Regions from separate parts of the Mus musculus genome. Here regions 2, 3, 4 and 5 are each linked to region 1. The links are chromatin contacts, called in public Hi-C, HiChIP or PLAC-seq, Micro-C and promoter capture Hi-C maps. All regions are on one chromosome and are shown on one strand. Each heading gives the region's core, a stretch centred on a gene start, on an enhancer-like site or on the middle of the called end of the contact. The rest is flanking DNA. Distances are from core to core; before and after follow the strand shown.

Region 1 (2,700 bases), core at 110-2,609:
GTAGTCCTGGCTGTCCTGGAACTTGTACTGTAGACAAGGAAGGACTTGAACTCTGAGATCCACCTGCCTCCCTCCTAAATACTAGGATTAAAGGTGTGCACCACCATAAAAGTTTTATTTTAAAAATATGTGTATCTTGCCTGCATGTATACATGTATGTGCATCATATATACATGCCTGGTGCCTGAAGCAGTCAAAAGAGGGTTTGAGTTCCACTGAGTTGGGATGGTTGGGAGCCTCACGTTGAGTGTCAGGAACTGAACCTGGATCCTCTTGTAAGAAGAGTAACAAGTGCCTTTAAATCACTGGGACAACTCTCCAGCCACAGGCATAGAGTTTTATCATGTATAACATGGAATGTTTCCTACATATGACTTAACTCAAATAATTTTTAACCTGTGTTTGATCCTTGGAACCTGTGGGCAAAGGAAACAACAGGTCCCTTCATGTTGTCCTCTGCTCTCCACACATTTGCCATAGCACATGTGCCCCTCCCCACAATAAATAAAATGGTAATACAAAATTTTAATATTCAGTCATGACACCTGTTATGTAGTTATTGGAAGGTGGCTCATAAGACTACACCAGCCTTCAGGAAATTCAAGAAACGTATTGAGGGCCCAACAAGATGGTTCACTGGGTAAAGGCCACCAAATCCCACAATCAGAGTTCTAGCCCCAGGGTCCAGACATTAGGAGGTGACTGGTGAAGGTTGTCCTCTGACCTCAGCAAATGTTCACACAAGTAAATGTAATAAAATTAGTTTACAAAGAAAAGAAACATTGAGGTATGGGGAAGTTAGAAAGTTAGCCGATTCACTGTGGTTCCTCTTGCCAGTTTATATAATCGGTGCACAAAGGGGGAAGAAGCCCTCTGCAGAGCTGCCTCTGGCGGGGCAAGGGGTGGGCAGGGTAGACAAGACGGAATCCTTTCTCTTGTCCGTGGTTGGTGCTCTATTCGGGGTGAGGAGACAATTGTTCCTCTCCCTGAAGTCACTCAAAGTTGAGTACCTACCAGTAGCCTACCTCTCTCAGAGGCCGCCATGTTCTGCTACGCTGAGAGTCTTGGACAGACACGTCCCATAGTGGGGCTGTCGGTGTCTGCCATCCCCGGAGCCCACACGAAGCCCCGCCCCGGAAGCTGCCTGCCCCATCAGACTCCTCCCCAGGCATGTGTGAGGTCACTGCTCTCCGGCCACCACCAGCTCCGGGGAGGGACCCAAAGGCGCCCCGACGGCGCATGCTCCCGCTCGGGCGGGCCGCTCGGCTCACCTAAGCCGGTCTAGCCTGCGTGCGTGGCGTTCGCGGAGCCCAGCGAACCGGTCGCGAGAACCTCGAGGCAATTGGGGTTGGGAGGCAGCGGCCGCCAGGCGGCACCGCGCCAGCACTGCCGCCCAGGCCTCACGTCTGACACGAACAGCGCGCGCCGCCACGAACCGGGCCGGCCCCCCAGCCAATGGGCGCCGCGCTACAAGTGACCACGCCCACCGCCCCTCGCACGTAAAGGGAGTCTCTGGCCCGGCCTCGCCGGCTGCTGGCTTCTGATTGGCTGGGGCGAGCAGTGGCCGCAGCAGGCGAAGCCGGTGTTCTCGCACTCGGGTGGCGGCCAGAAACCGGCAGGACTGGAAGGGACCCCGCGTCTCGGTGAGTGAAGCGGGAGCCGGGCGGGAGGCGAGGGCTGCGGGGCGGGGGGTCCCTCGGGTGGGCGGAGGACTTGGGGTCCCCGTCGGCCAGTGCATGTGGAGCCGGAGGAAGGAGGCCGGAGCTTCTGGAGCGGATCGTGGCCGAGGGAACGAGAGTCGCGGAGGAGGCAACGATGGCAAACGGGGACCGGGCTGGTGCCAGCTTCGGGGATCCCGGGAGCAGTGGGAGGAGAGGGAGAGGGAGCGCGATCGCACGGGTCTAGGAGTCTGGACAAGGTCACAAGAAGGTGGGAGGTGAGGCAGGGCGCAGCGCTCGGGCACCTCGGCCTGGCCTTCCCGGGCGCCACCCGGGGTTTGCGCAGACCTTACGTGACCCTGTGTCACCGGATGGAGGAGGGAAGGCTGTGGCGGAATGCGAATGCCCCTGACAAGGGAACGGGGTGCAGAGATCACAAAAGCACGACTAAGGTTCAGGTGTGCCAGCCGTCCGGGTGACTCGATTCTGTTCTCTGCTTCCCTCGTTTATTCCTGGGGTGGAAAGCAGTCCTCTCTTTGAGGGGGTGATCCCTACCCGGGAATCTGCTTCCCGGACTACTGAGGCCCCCTGCAAATTGACAGTTTGGATGCAAATTCTTGACAGGTTCAAAAGGTTCTCGGTGCTCCTGGAATGTGCTAGAAGGTCTTCTCTGCACAGTATAACTTGAAAGGGCTTCTTAAGATACAAATCCTAGTGTTGTGCCCCTGGCCGTTTGAATCACAATCTCAGAGAAGCCATTTTGCACAAGCTGACAGGTAACTTAGGCAAAATCAGAATTTAAAATTTACTATTTTAGGTAATAGTTCTTAGGACCAAAGGGACATGCTGGGAAGAGTCTTCAGCTGTTATATCACCTGATGCCCAACCATTTTCTTATTTACCTCTTCTAGGTTGCCATGCCTTTGGAAAAGTGTGTCAGTAGTTATGCCTGGCCTTACAGAATAATGTGCTCAGCAAACTAAGTTTGAATATCTGGTTATTGCTGACTTAAAAATAAAAATATGTTCTACTTTCTGACAGA
Region 2 (2,700 bases), core at 176-2,675, 710 kb before region 1:
CTCTCTCTCTCTCTCTCTCTCTCACACACACACACACACACACACACACACACACACACACCTTTATGCTGCTGGGTGTCTGAATTCAGAGCTTGTATCCCAAACTGCACCCTTCCACCTCCACTGAGAAGACTCAGCTCCAGTGCAGAAGGGCTAGCCTTCAGCTCTCTCCCCAGCGTAATTGGATCAGGGCTTATTTCTTCCTCTAGGGGCAACTCCTACTTCATTTTCTCTCCAGTCTGCATGTTATCAGCTTGACATCCCCTTCAGTGGCACATGACAAATTAAATTGGCCATCACTGTACTCATCAAAGGAGGTTGTCTTCTGTTCCCCAGAAGTCCTGTGTTCTCTCTCTCTCTCTCTCTCTCTCTCTCTCTCTCTCACACACACACACACCTTGGTTTTTATTTATTTCTATTTTTTTCCCTAGGGTTTTGTTTGAAAGGTTATAAGGAACATATGGACCATAAAGCCAAAAGTATAGTCGCAAAATATGACTCAAATACCTACATCTCTACTGCCTTGCATTTAAAACAAAAACTTTACAAAAACGCGAATTAAGTTATTTTCTCCATCTTCCCTCGTAATTCAACACTTTAACGCATATTTTCTGCCAAAAAGTCATAAAGTAAAAATGGTGTATCCTAGGCGCTTCCAAGTCTCACACATCCTTGGCAGAATAACCTGCAGCACAGGGGTAGATCAGAAACGGAGGGGGTTAGCTGGTTAGCAACATCTACAGCCACTGTTTCTTCTCTCCTTGGCATTTCAAGTGGCTTTTGGGGACAGAGTGACGGGACCAACGCAGAGGCTTCGCCCTAGCCCTACCCAGGGCTGATTCTCAAAAGGGCCCCCGCCCCCCACATTCAAACACGCCGGGTGTACCCAGCCTGCGCCAGCTAGCTAGAGCTCCCGGCTCCTATCTGAGTGTCTTTTCAACCTTTGTCAAGTATCTCAAGACAAGAATTCCTCAAATCAAAGCGCTTTCCCAAACCAGGGACTGGGGAAACTCGAAAAAGAGGCCCAGAAGGCGAGTGACTTCGGACTTGTTCTGCAAGCTTGACTTAGTCATTACACCAAACCTCCTGTGCCCTAGAGGATCCCGGGGTTCCCACACAGTAGGAGGGCATCCCATGCCTGCGCTCCCGCTGGGCACTCACCTACTGCTAGAAAAGAAGTCACAATCTGTGGTCCAGACTTCCGCCGCAGAGAAGCCCAGCACGCCCACCCAGAGGGCTAGCGCGCCTCCGCGGGTGGTCGGATCACAGGGTGCCGAGGGTACCCACTGAGGTGGCCGGACATCTGGGTGTCTGAGCGCGCCCTCCGAGGTAGTCTGATCGCTCGCGCCCGGTAGGGCGGTGGGAACCCGGGCAGCTGCTGCGAGGAGCGCTCCCGGGCGGGTCCGCGCCGAGCTCGAGCGAGCGGGCGAGCGGGGCGGGAGGGGCCATTTGTAACCGAGCAGACGCTACCACCGCCCCTTACTCGCGGGGGGCGGGGGCGGGCGGTCAGGTGATGGCGGCCCACCCCGCGCCGCGGAGCCCGGTGGTTCCTGCCCGGGAGGAGCCCCCTGGCGCGCTCTGATTGGAACTCCCGCTGCAGTAGGAGGGGGAGGGGGACACGTGACCGCCCGACTGGGCAGCCGGCGCGCCCCACCCGCTATGGGCACCCCATCTTTCCTCCCGGAAAAGCCGGGGAACACAGGGAAGGCGGGGGAGCACGCAAGGTGCAACCAGCTCCTTTAGCTGCAGTGCCGGGTGATCACCGCAGCTGAACCTGGGAAGGCATTCACACTACCAACCGGCCTTCACAGTCCTCCGCCCTGCCCTTGGCAGTAGAACCCTCCCTCCTCTGCTGCAGCCCCCCCCCCCCCCACACACACACACTGACACTCTGAATAGACCCCACCGGCACTTCATAGTCAAGCGTGACCCCTCCCCTCTCTGTCTCTTTCTGCGCACCGGCGAGAGTGAGTACCCGAGAACAGCTTAAGGCGATGCGATGCATTGCAGACACCGCCCAGTTCCAAGGCTAGAAAACCCCGCAACCCACGACTAGACCACGCCCGGGAATGCCTGATAACTCCAAGGTCTACAAGGTTCTGAACTCGAACAGGCTCCCTCAGGAGAAGGGAACCGCAGTAGAAGGCCCACCCTCCCCAGAGAGGGCAGTGGTCTTCTGAGTGCAAGTCCAGTCCTCAGCCCAGGGGAGCAAAGATCCAATAAAGGTCAAATTAAAACATAAGGTAGTGACGCCGCCAGGGACGTGCCTCATGGTTGTGGGAAGCCGGCAATTAACCACCCACGACCGGGCGTTGCTTTTCTCTCGAATGTGAACGCCCTCGGAGTTGCGCTGTTCCATGCTCGCTCCAGTTCTCTGCAGAGAACGGATTCTGCAGCCTTGCACTCTGCTTCCCCATGACCCCCTCCCTTGGTTGCACCATCCTAGATGGCAGGAATTCAGAGAAAATGCGGTGTCACGTCCGCTGCGACGCCCGTGGACGCGTCTGCGACAACCCCAGCAGCACATGGGGACCGTGAATCTGCTCGCCACTTGGGCCATACTGTGGGCATTCTTATGAGATTATTAGAAGCAAACTGTCTCTCTCTACACTGGCTTCTTTCTAACTTCTGTCCAAGAGAGTTTTGTACTGTATTTGGACGTGGATGCGGTTTTTGGCCAAGGCAGAAACCGCATAGTCC
Region 3 (2,700 bases), core at 46-2,545, 950 kb before region 1:
TGTTGCCTCCCATTGCTGGGATTAATGACACTCCACCATCGCCTGGCTAGATAACAAATTCTTTAGCTTTCCTTTTGTATCTTGCTGGAGAGTTAAATCATAACTACAAACTCTACAGTTTCAAGAAGGATTCAGGCACTTCTGGCCCAGCCTGACCTAATATATACAGGCACTGGTGCTACTCCAAGGTCCAATTACACCCACTGAACCCTAAGATCTGGCACAAGAGAAAAAATTACGACAAAAACTCTTCGGACCTGCTGTTGCCCCCTCAAACCATTTTCATCTTATAGGTTAGTGTAGGGCATGTCTTCTGGGCCTTTCCATTATGAGGGATCAGGTTTTTCAGAGAGTACCCACTCTAGCACTGCAATTTCCCTGAGCTTAAAACTCCTTCATCAACACTAAGCCAAGGGATGGCAGGCATCTCCAGTTCCTTTTCAGTAGGCCATCTGTAGACAAATCTAACCAACCAACCAGCCAACCAAACTTTGACACCTTTTTAAAACTATATGAACTCCACATTAAATCTGGAATCTCCAATCGGTGGTCTCAAACTGATAAAATTCAGCCTGATCCTGTTTCCTTTTACCATTATCCTACAATCTTAAACCCATTCGCACACACACATTCCACAGATGTCTTGAATGAATTAGCACACTCCTTAAGCTCTTTAGTGGTGAAGTGCACTTGAGTAATCTACGCCTCAGACTCCCCTCTGAGAGTCTACTTAGCCATAAGTTTGATTACAGGTCTAGAGGTGAATGGACAGGTCCGCAACTTGGGGTGCAGCTCCTCCCAGGGCCCCACCAGCCTCAAGGCTCTCCCAGCAGCAGCCTAAACCCAGCTCCCATCTGACAGCCTCGCCTACGCCTCAGCACGCACAGGCCAAGGCCTGTGTGGCAAGTGTGGAGTCCCTGGGCAACTTTCGCTCTGCAGGGAGCTCCTGACAGGTCTGGCCCACTGTCTCAGAGGCCTGGGTTCGTGCTTGGACGCCCCGACACTTGGAGCCGGCAGGCCGCACGAACCATGCTCATTGGCTAAGGCGGACCGACCTTCCTCCTAGAACGCCTGCGCAAGGCCGGCAAGCGGCTCCCAGCCAGGACGTCGGCTCTCAGCGGCCTCCCACCCCGCTTCAAAGCGGTGTCCTTACCCCGCTATCTGCGGGTTTCCGAAGGCAGCTTCGGGAGACACAAGCCGGTTCTTCCGGCCGACTAGGTCTGAGGGAGAAAGATGATTGGCAGGCAGGTGGGAGGACGATAAGCAAAGGTAAAGGAGTAGCGGGAGGCAGGGGCGGGGCCAAAGCGCGCACGCGCAGCCCCTGGTGGGGAGGGGGGAAGGGGCGGAGCTATGCAAGGCGCTCTGGTGACGCAGTTCTTGCTGAGCAGCCGTTGGTAGTCTTGGTAGGCTTCCCAGATGCAGCTGAGTGTGAAAGATCCGGTTCCTCTGGCTTACATTTCCCACTTGACTTTTCCTCAATCTAATCTATTTGAGATAGTTTAATTATTTGGGACAGTGGCTCACACTGTAACCCACGCTGGCCTTGAACTTGCGGCAATTCTCCTGCTTCAGCCTCCTACGTGCTTTGATTACAGGCATGACACATCGCGACTCCTTACTAGGCTGTTTTTAAACGTTCAGTGTACTCAGCATGGGCTTTTTACTGCTTTATTGGACGTCTGTAACTGATCTCCAGACCTGCAAATGATGGAATATAAACTGCTTTTCGCTTTGCTACCTCTTGGCTTGGTCAACCAGCAAGAAGCCATCCCACCCCTTCTCTCAGATCTTCATTCTCCTGAAGACGACCTTGCGGCCCACATCGTGTCCTTTGTCTGCAGGAGCATAGTTTACAATTGCCCACCTGTCTCTGAGGCAGTGTGTGCGCCACATGTCACGCAAGCTTAAGAGTGCTGGGACTCAATTTTCCTGCCCTTGTGAGACTGTAGATTTAAGGACACTGCCTCTACCCATTTTGAGAACTCCTTTAAATACTTGTCCCATTTATTACCCTATTTAGGGCTTTTCCCCTCTAGACGACTTGAATTTGTGGCGTACAGTACTATTTAGAGTGAGGACTATGTTAAAGAGAATAGGCTACAGATACTGAAGGTGGTTTCTGAAGGAGTTTTTGTTTTTTGTTTTGAGACGGGATTTCTCCGTGTAGTCCTGTAGACAAGGCTGGCCTTGAAGAGAGATCTGCTGGCCTCTGCCTCCTGAGTGCTGGGATCAAAGGCATGGGCCACCACCACCTGACAACTTCTGAAGTTTTAACTTCTTAGTGTTTTGGGACAATCCTTGTTAGATATTTATATTTTGGCACATTTGTTTAAAATATTTTCATTAGCAATGTCCTTAGTCACATATTATCATAAAGCATACAGTACTGTGCTGCCAGGTCGACCAACAGATGAAAGTGTTTGCTATCAGACCCTCCAGCCTGACCACTGTGGTTTGATTACCGTAACTAGATGGAGGTGGAAGGAAAGAACAGATTCCAAAAACGCTGTCCTGCAAAAATCCACATGGATGTGTGCTCCTCCCACAACGTACACGTAATAGTCATATGAGACCCACTGAAAGGGAGCTGTTAGGAGGGTAACTTAGACATTTGGTGGGGTGCCCTGGATCTTTGTGTTTTCAGTCTGTGCTGCTGCTTTATGTTAACTTCACACATGCTAGAGTCCTTAGAGAAGAGGG
Region 4 (2,700 bases), core at 94-2,593, 890 kb before region 1:
GGGGTATTCTTGAACAGTTCATCTTGGAATTCAACTTTAATATTTTGTGTTGCCTCATTTTTAGTTATTTCAAGAGGTGGATTTTCTAAACTTTTACATTTTTTAATTCGCATTCTTCTTTTAATACCTTCTCCCAATTCTTCCTTATCCAAAGACTGTAAGAAAGCCATATTTTGAAATTCACTGCACTCCACTGTTTGCAAAGACTCCGAACTGGTTATTGATGTCTTTCTTACCAGGTCAGTCCCTGGCTGTGGATCATCACTTGGGGCCTCAGTAATTTTTCCATTCTCTTTGGCTGATCAAAACAAGAAAACACACCAGAAGACATTTTTACACTGGGCAGAAAGAAGCAATATCAGTTAACAGAAAAATCTGTGAAGCCATCCATTTGTATTTTCCTGATGAGCTATTTAGACATACAAACTGATTTTCATATTAAGTATTAAAAATTTTTAAACAGGGTCCATTGCATAACACAGGCTGACCTCGAACTTGAGATTCTCCTGCTTCAGCCTCCCACCTGGTAGATTATGGGTGTGAATCGCCTTGGCCAGCTTTAAGATCTAATTAAGAACTAGAAATAAACCTCTATAAATTCTAAAACAGCAGAAAAACCTTTATAGATAGCATCATTTACTCTAGTTAAAACAAACCACTAGTATTATTAATTCCCTCGACAGTAATTATAATGATTGAGCTCCTAAATGGGCATACACTTATTTAATTTTTTTAATCCTTCCCATCTCACCTCTCCTCACCAAGTGCACTGGTAAATACCACACAAATACAACTAAAGGTTAGTAGTAGAGCAAAGACAGAGGCAGCTGAGGAAAAAAAGGCTTCGGGGTCGGGGTGACCACCAGCTTCCTTACTGCGTCTTCTGGGATGAGAGAGGGTTCTGCCTCCTTCACTGCTCTAGGCCCCCTGTTCACCGACCCTCCTCTGCTTGCTACCTTCCAGGACGCGGATGTCTCACCCAACTTGTCACCTTCTGTCTCTTCTCTCCCAGAAGCCTGGGTCACCATCCTCTGCTTCTGCCTGCTCTCCTCCTCGCACCCCCTGGCCTCCAGGCTGCAGCCTCCCCCCTCGCCTGGCTCTGGCGTCAGCGGAAGGCCTCGCTTCCTCAGGCCTCGGGTGGTGCCTTTGCACCCTGGCTCCTTGGTCGGGTCTGGGGGCGTCGCTGGCGGCCGCATCCGCCCACAGCCGCCCACTCAGCCTCTCTGGGAAGCCTAGACGGCCTAGAGCCGCTGCTCCCCCTGCAGGACACAGGCTACTGCCCACCCTGGCCCGGCCTGGCCTCGCTTCCGACCCTGTACCCGACACTACAGGAAGCGGAAGTCGGTGGGCTGGGCTCGGCTGGGGGCAACTGGCTGAGGGCCACGTGGTCCGCCCGTCCACTTGCTCCCTCGAAGAGCCCTGGCTGCACCCGGAGGTGACAGGGTCTCACCCCGGCCAGAGCCTCACCGCACAGGTTTGTGGTGGTGCCTCCTTGGGTTCCTCACCCTTCTCCAGACCTGGACTTCTGGAGGTGCCTGTTTCAGCACTGTGACAATGGTTGTCTACAAGTGGCTTCTAACTGCCTCCAACACTCCTGCGAGTCCACTGTCGCTTACTTCTCAATATGGCTGTCACATTATCCAGATAGCTCAGAGATACCCCAGCTGCTGACATGCAAAATACCATTTATTTCTGTAAAAGGTTGCTTCTCCGGTGTTGGCGGACAGAGGTTTCTAGATGTTCTTCTGGATTCCTTGCATGTTGATTTATCAAATCTGCTTGGTTCTATTTTCAGCCTTCGTTACTTCTCCCCCTTTCCCGTTACTGCGGCTCTGGCCCTTAGACTTTGACCTACAACACCATGCTTCTAATTTTATTGATGTCTCCATCCTTGTGTTAGTCCAGTCAAGTTTGACCAGCTTGCCAGGCCATGCCTCTCCATTGAAAGAGGATCCTGGTATATGCCCCATCTTGACCCTTCACAAACCTCCTTTGCTTAAAGATTGGAATGGAGTTTATCCTCCTTGTGTGTTATTTTGGATCCTGTCTACTGTGTCCATTTGTGAATATTTAATCAGTACTGACCTTGTAAAAGGAAAGTGTTCTTTTGTGGAAAAGGTTGTGGGTCTGGTGGTCATTCAGAGATTCACCAGTCTGATTCAGGTTTTAGTTTTAGTAAGTTAGAGGATTTTTATTAAAAAGAGACTGGCCAGGACTAGAGTTCCCTAGGCAAGGCCCCAGTTATTGTTAATCTAAGGGTTATAAAGGCAAAAACCATAAACTAGTAGTTTTGGGAACTAAATCAACTCATATCCTATCTGGGTTCAGGCAAGGCTTGCTTTTCTAACAGGCATCTCAAAGGTGTCTCAGATAATCCAAACAAGCAAGCATTTGATACAAAACTGGGCCTTAGCAGTTTAGCCTGTTCAATCTTGTGACCCATTACCTTGTAGAATAGCTGAGAGAGTAAAGCATTTTGCAACAATCAGCATTTTTTTTTCTTTTAAGAAGAGCCCAACCGTACCAGGAAGTAGTCCATTTTCAGGTCAGCTCACAGGGTACATTTAAGGTAGGAGCAACTTCCTCATTGCTTATACAAGTTAAAAACAATTTGGTTTTACAAGCCTAGCACAGTAAATATTTCCTCTAAACAATGTTCACCATTACAGAACAATGTTACCATTACAGGTAACTTCTAAT
Region 5 (2,700 bases), core at 7-2,506, 580 kb after region 1:
CCTTGGTTTATCCTTAGAAACTTGGGGTCCGCCGGGCAGTGGTGGCGCACGCCTTTAATCCCAGCACTTGGGAGGCAGAGGCAGGCGGATTTCTGAGTTCGAGGCCAGGCTGGTCTACAAAGTGAGTTCCAGGACAGCCATGGCTACACAGAGAAACGCTGTCTCGAAAAAACAAAACAAAACAAGAAACGTAGGGTCCTATCTCCCCACCGCCACACCCCACCTAGAAAAGGAACTTTAGCCCCATCTCTAGCCCGATTCTGGTCAACTGAGTTGGGCTTTCTTCCTTCCATAGATACTGTCAGCCTGCTCTCACATCAGAATGGAAGTTGGAGGACTCCAGTTGGAGGCCAACCTGGGCTACAGCGTGAAACCCTGTTTAAGAAGGAAACACAGCAAAACAGCTAAAGCTGTGACGCTCTGGGACCAGGCAGACGTGAAAGACTTTAAGTCCCACCCACCAAGATGTGCGGCGCAGGCAGCTTGAAGGCTGGGACCACGCGATTATGCTGCCTTCCCGGTGGGATCTGATCACCACTGCACGCTCTGACTAGAGAGGCCGATCCGTCCTAACCTCGGTCCGCTGAGCCTGCAGTGACCAACGGGCTCCAGACCGAGAAGTTTCCTGAGGAGGCTCAGAGGCATCGGCGCGCAGATGGGGAGGGGACTGGCTCTAGCCACGCCAATCTCCGGCCACTTCCGGTCCATGCCTCCTAATCTCAGCCAATCAGCGCCCTGCATCGCCGGCGTCCTATTGCTGTCATGGAGACGAGGGGGCGTGTAAACGCCAAGCAGGGCCTGCAGTGGGGCTGTGTGAGTCTCGCCATCTCTCCCACCTCTTTCTAGAAAGGATGCACTGGCTTTAGAGTGCCCAAGGCCACTTAGGTGTACTCAAAGATTCTCATTTCCGGCCCCAGCCCACAGCGCCGGAAGCGCTCAACCAGGCAGCATCCGGGTCTTTTCCGGCCGTCCTTGTGTTGCCATGGAGATGGGATGGCGGCTTTCAAATACCGAGGGATGCTCGCCGGGCAAACCTGAGAACTGCCCACGATTCCGGTCTCTTTCCAGTTTCCAGTGTCCCCTTAGGCCAGCGAGATCATGTTCGAAGTGGCGTGGGGTCCTTAGTGTCGCTGGATGGGCGCGCAAACTCGCTCACTTCCGGGTTCTTCTGGGTAGCGATCAGCCAATCAAAGTCCCGCTCTTTTTCCCCCCCGCGTCTCGCAGGTTGTCATGGTGACGCAGAGGGCTCACCCACGCGTCCAGGGGAGTTGGCCAGGTCTTCGGGTGCCTCGGTTTCCTCTGTCCAAGCTGTGGCCTCGCCGTGGCAAGGCAGAGCGCGTGCAACTCGGGTCCCCCACCATCGTGCAGGTGGGTGGGCAGCTGCGGCTCCATTCCTGGTTACATCTCTGACCCGCTTCATCCTCCTCAGAGGCGCGACCACTTCCCCCAGGACAGCAACTTATCTAAAGTCTTATTTAAAAAAAAAAAAAAAAAAGTTTATTTACGTGCGTGTGCACATGTTGAGTGTTTGCGGAAGCCAGAAGATGGTGTTGGATTTCCTCGAGCTGGAGTTACAGGTAGTTGTGAGCCACCCGGAGTGGGTGCTGGGAACAGAACTCAGATCCTCTGCAAGAGCAGTATGTATTCTTAATGGCTGAGCCATCTCTCTGTCCACTGATAGTTTTGACAAGGTTTCTTGCACATGTGAGAGAGTGTGCGCGCATGCATGTGAGTGTACTGGTGGATGCTCCTGTGTGTGCAGGCAGAGAAGGGTGTTGAGTGTCTTCCTCTGGCCTGTCTGCCTTTTGCCTAGAGACAAGGTCTTTTTCCCCTGCCCGAGGCTGGTTGTTGAGACTAGACTAGCCTGCCAGTGAGCTCCTGGGGTTCTCCCGTGTAGGCCCTTCAAAGCTGGGATTACTGGGTTTCTATGTGTGTGTTGAGTATTTGAACTCAAGTCCTCAGGCTTGCAGAGTAAACACTTAACCAGGTGAACCGTCTTCTCAGCCCCATGTTCTTTTGTAACAATGACATCTTAAGCTATCATACAGTTTCAGGGCTTCACTACGACATTTTCCTATATGTCTGTCTTTGTGTTTTCCTTATGTCTGCCCCTCACTATCTTCCTCTGCTCTTCTTACCCCCTCCTGCTTGTCCTCTTTCTCATCCTCTCATAGTTGTCTTGTGGCTTCACAGGACCTACTTTTATGTCTTGATTTTGCATGAGAGGAAACATGGTGTTGTGTCGTTACTGCCTCCCGTGACCCTTTGTTCCTGCCTCTCCTCCCTTTAGGCTCATTTTTCTTCCCTGTAGTCCTCTGTTTACTCCCGTTCCTCATATATGATATATGTTTAAATCTAGGTTATATACTATTTTGTATATTCCCACTCAATTTTGCCAGAGAGAGATAATGTAGTGTTTGTCTGCCTGGCTCTGGCTTACCTCATAGCATCACCGCAATGACTTTGACTCAATTCATCTTCCTGAAAATGATGTAATTCCACTCTTCCTGACAGCTGAGTGGCGCTCTGAGAGATGCCAAGTATCCCTGTGTATGCTGCCTGAGCTGCCTTTGGATGTTCATGTGCATGTATGTGCATGTGTGTGTGTGTGTGTGTGTGTGTGTGTGTGTGTCTGTGAACACAGGAGTAGCATGACTGGACATGTAGGCGATTCTATTTGACTTTTGAGAATGCTCCATG

What was found. A called contact is a pair of places that touch in the nucleus more often than the background predicts. HiChIP or PLAC-seq counts read pairs in DNA pulled down with a chosen protein or histone mark. Capture Hi-C pulls out chosen DNA fragments and counts their contacts.
Region 2: a contact with region 1 is called in a Micro-C map of embryonic stem cells, with 6 times the contacts expected there. The contact joins the promoter of 9530059O14Rik here to the promoter of Higd1a in region 1. A contact is called at or near these places in 1 of 39 promoter capture datasets (hippocampal neurons), 1 of 484 Hi-C or Micro-C datasets (embryonic stem cells) and 2 of 115 datasets of contacts at active chromatin or transcription factors (embryonic stem cells and forebrain).
Region 3: a Hi-C map of LSK cells shows a contact between it and region 1, with 7 times the contacts expected there. The contact joins the promoter of Tcaim here to the promoter of Higd1a in region 1. A contact is called at or near these places in 2 of 484 Hi-C or Micro-C datasets (CD4 T cells and LSK cells) and 1 of 115 datasets of contacts at active chromatin or transcription factors (embryonic stem cells).
Region 4: a contact with region 1 is called in an H3K27ac HiChIP or PLAC-seq map of embryonic stem cells, with 6 times the contacts expected there. The contact joins the promoter of Topaz1 here to the promoter of Higd1a in region 1. A contact is called at or near these places in 1 of 39 promoter capture datasets (embryonic stem cells), 1 of 484 Hi-C or Micro-C datasets (cortical neurons) and 2 of 115 datasets of contacts at active chromatin or transcription factors (embryonic stem cells and forebrain).
Region 5: a promoter capture Hi-C map of liver shows a contact between it and region 1, with 2.0 times the contacts expected there. The contact joins the promoter of Ulk4 here to the promoter of Higd1a in region 1. A contact is called at or near these places in 3 of 484 Hi-C or Micro-C datasets (B cells, CD4 T cells and regulatory T cells), 2 of 115 datasets of contacts at active chromatin or transcription factors (bone marrow-derived macrophages and thymic regulatory T cells) and 3 of 9 other capture datasets (adipose tissue, liver and macrophages).

The regions. Positions count from the first base shown.
Region 1 is chr9:121,856,455-121,859,154 of GRCm38.p6, reverse strand. It overlaps Higd1a (HIG1 domain family, member 1A), which reads left to right and starts at 1,359. Exons shown (of 4, transcript NM_019814.5): 1 at 1,359-1,643. Gm47112 (predicted gene, 47112) reads right to left here and starts at 1,408. Exons shown (of 1, transcript NR_168944.1): 1 at 1-1,408.
Region 2 is chr9:122,571,226-122,573,925 of GRCm38.p6, reverse strand. 9530059O14Rik (RIKEN cDNA 9530059O14 gene) reads right to left here and starts at 1,425. Exons shown (of 2, transcript NR_015610.2): 1 at 1,162-1,425.
Region 3 is chr9:122,804,142-122,806,841 of GRCm38.p6, reverse strand. Tcaim (T cell activation inhibitor, mitochondrial) reads right to left here and starts at 1,295. Exons shown (of 11, transcript NM_001013405.2): 1 at 1,154-1,295.
Region 4 is chr9:122,745,842-122,748,541 of GRCm38.p6, reverse strand. It overlaps Topaz1 (testis and ovary specific PAZ domain containing 1), which reads right to left and starts at 1,343. Exons shown (of 20, transcript NM_001199736.2): 1 at 980-1,343; 2 at 1-298. The coding sequence starts at 1,196.
Region 5 is chr9:121,275,728-121,278,427 of GRCm38.p6, reverse strand. Ulk4 (unc-51-like kinase 4) reads left to right here and starts at 1,256. Exons shown (of 37, transcript NM_177589.3): 1 at 1,256-1,368. It overlaps Gm34655 (a long non-coding RNA gene), which reads right to left and starts at 681. Exons shown (of 2, transcript XR_003948091.1): 1 at 462-681.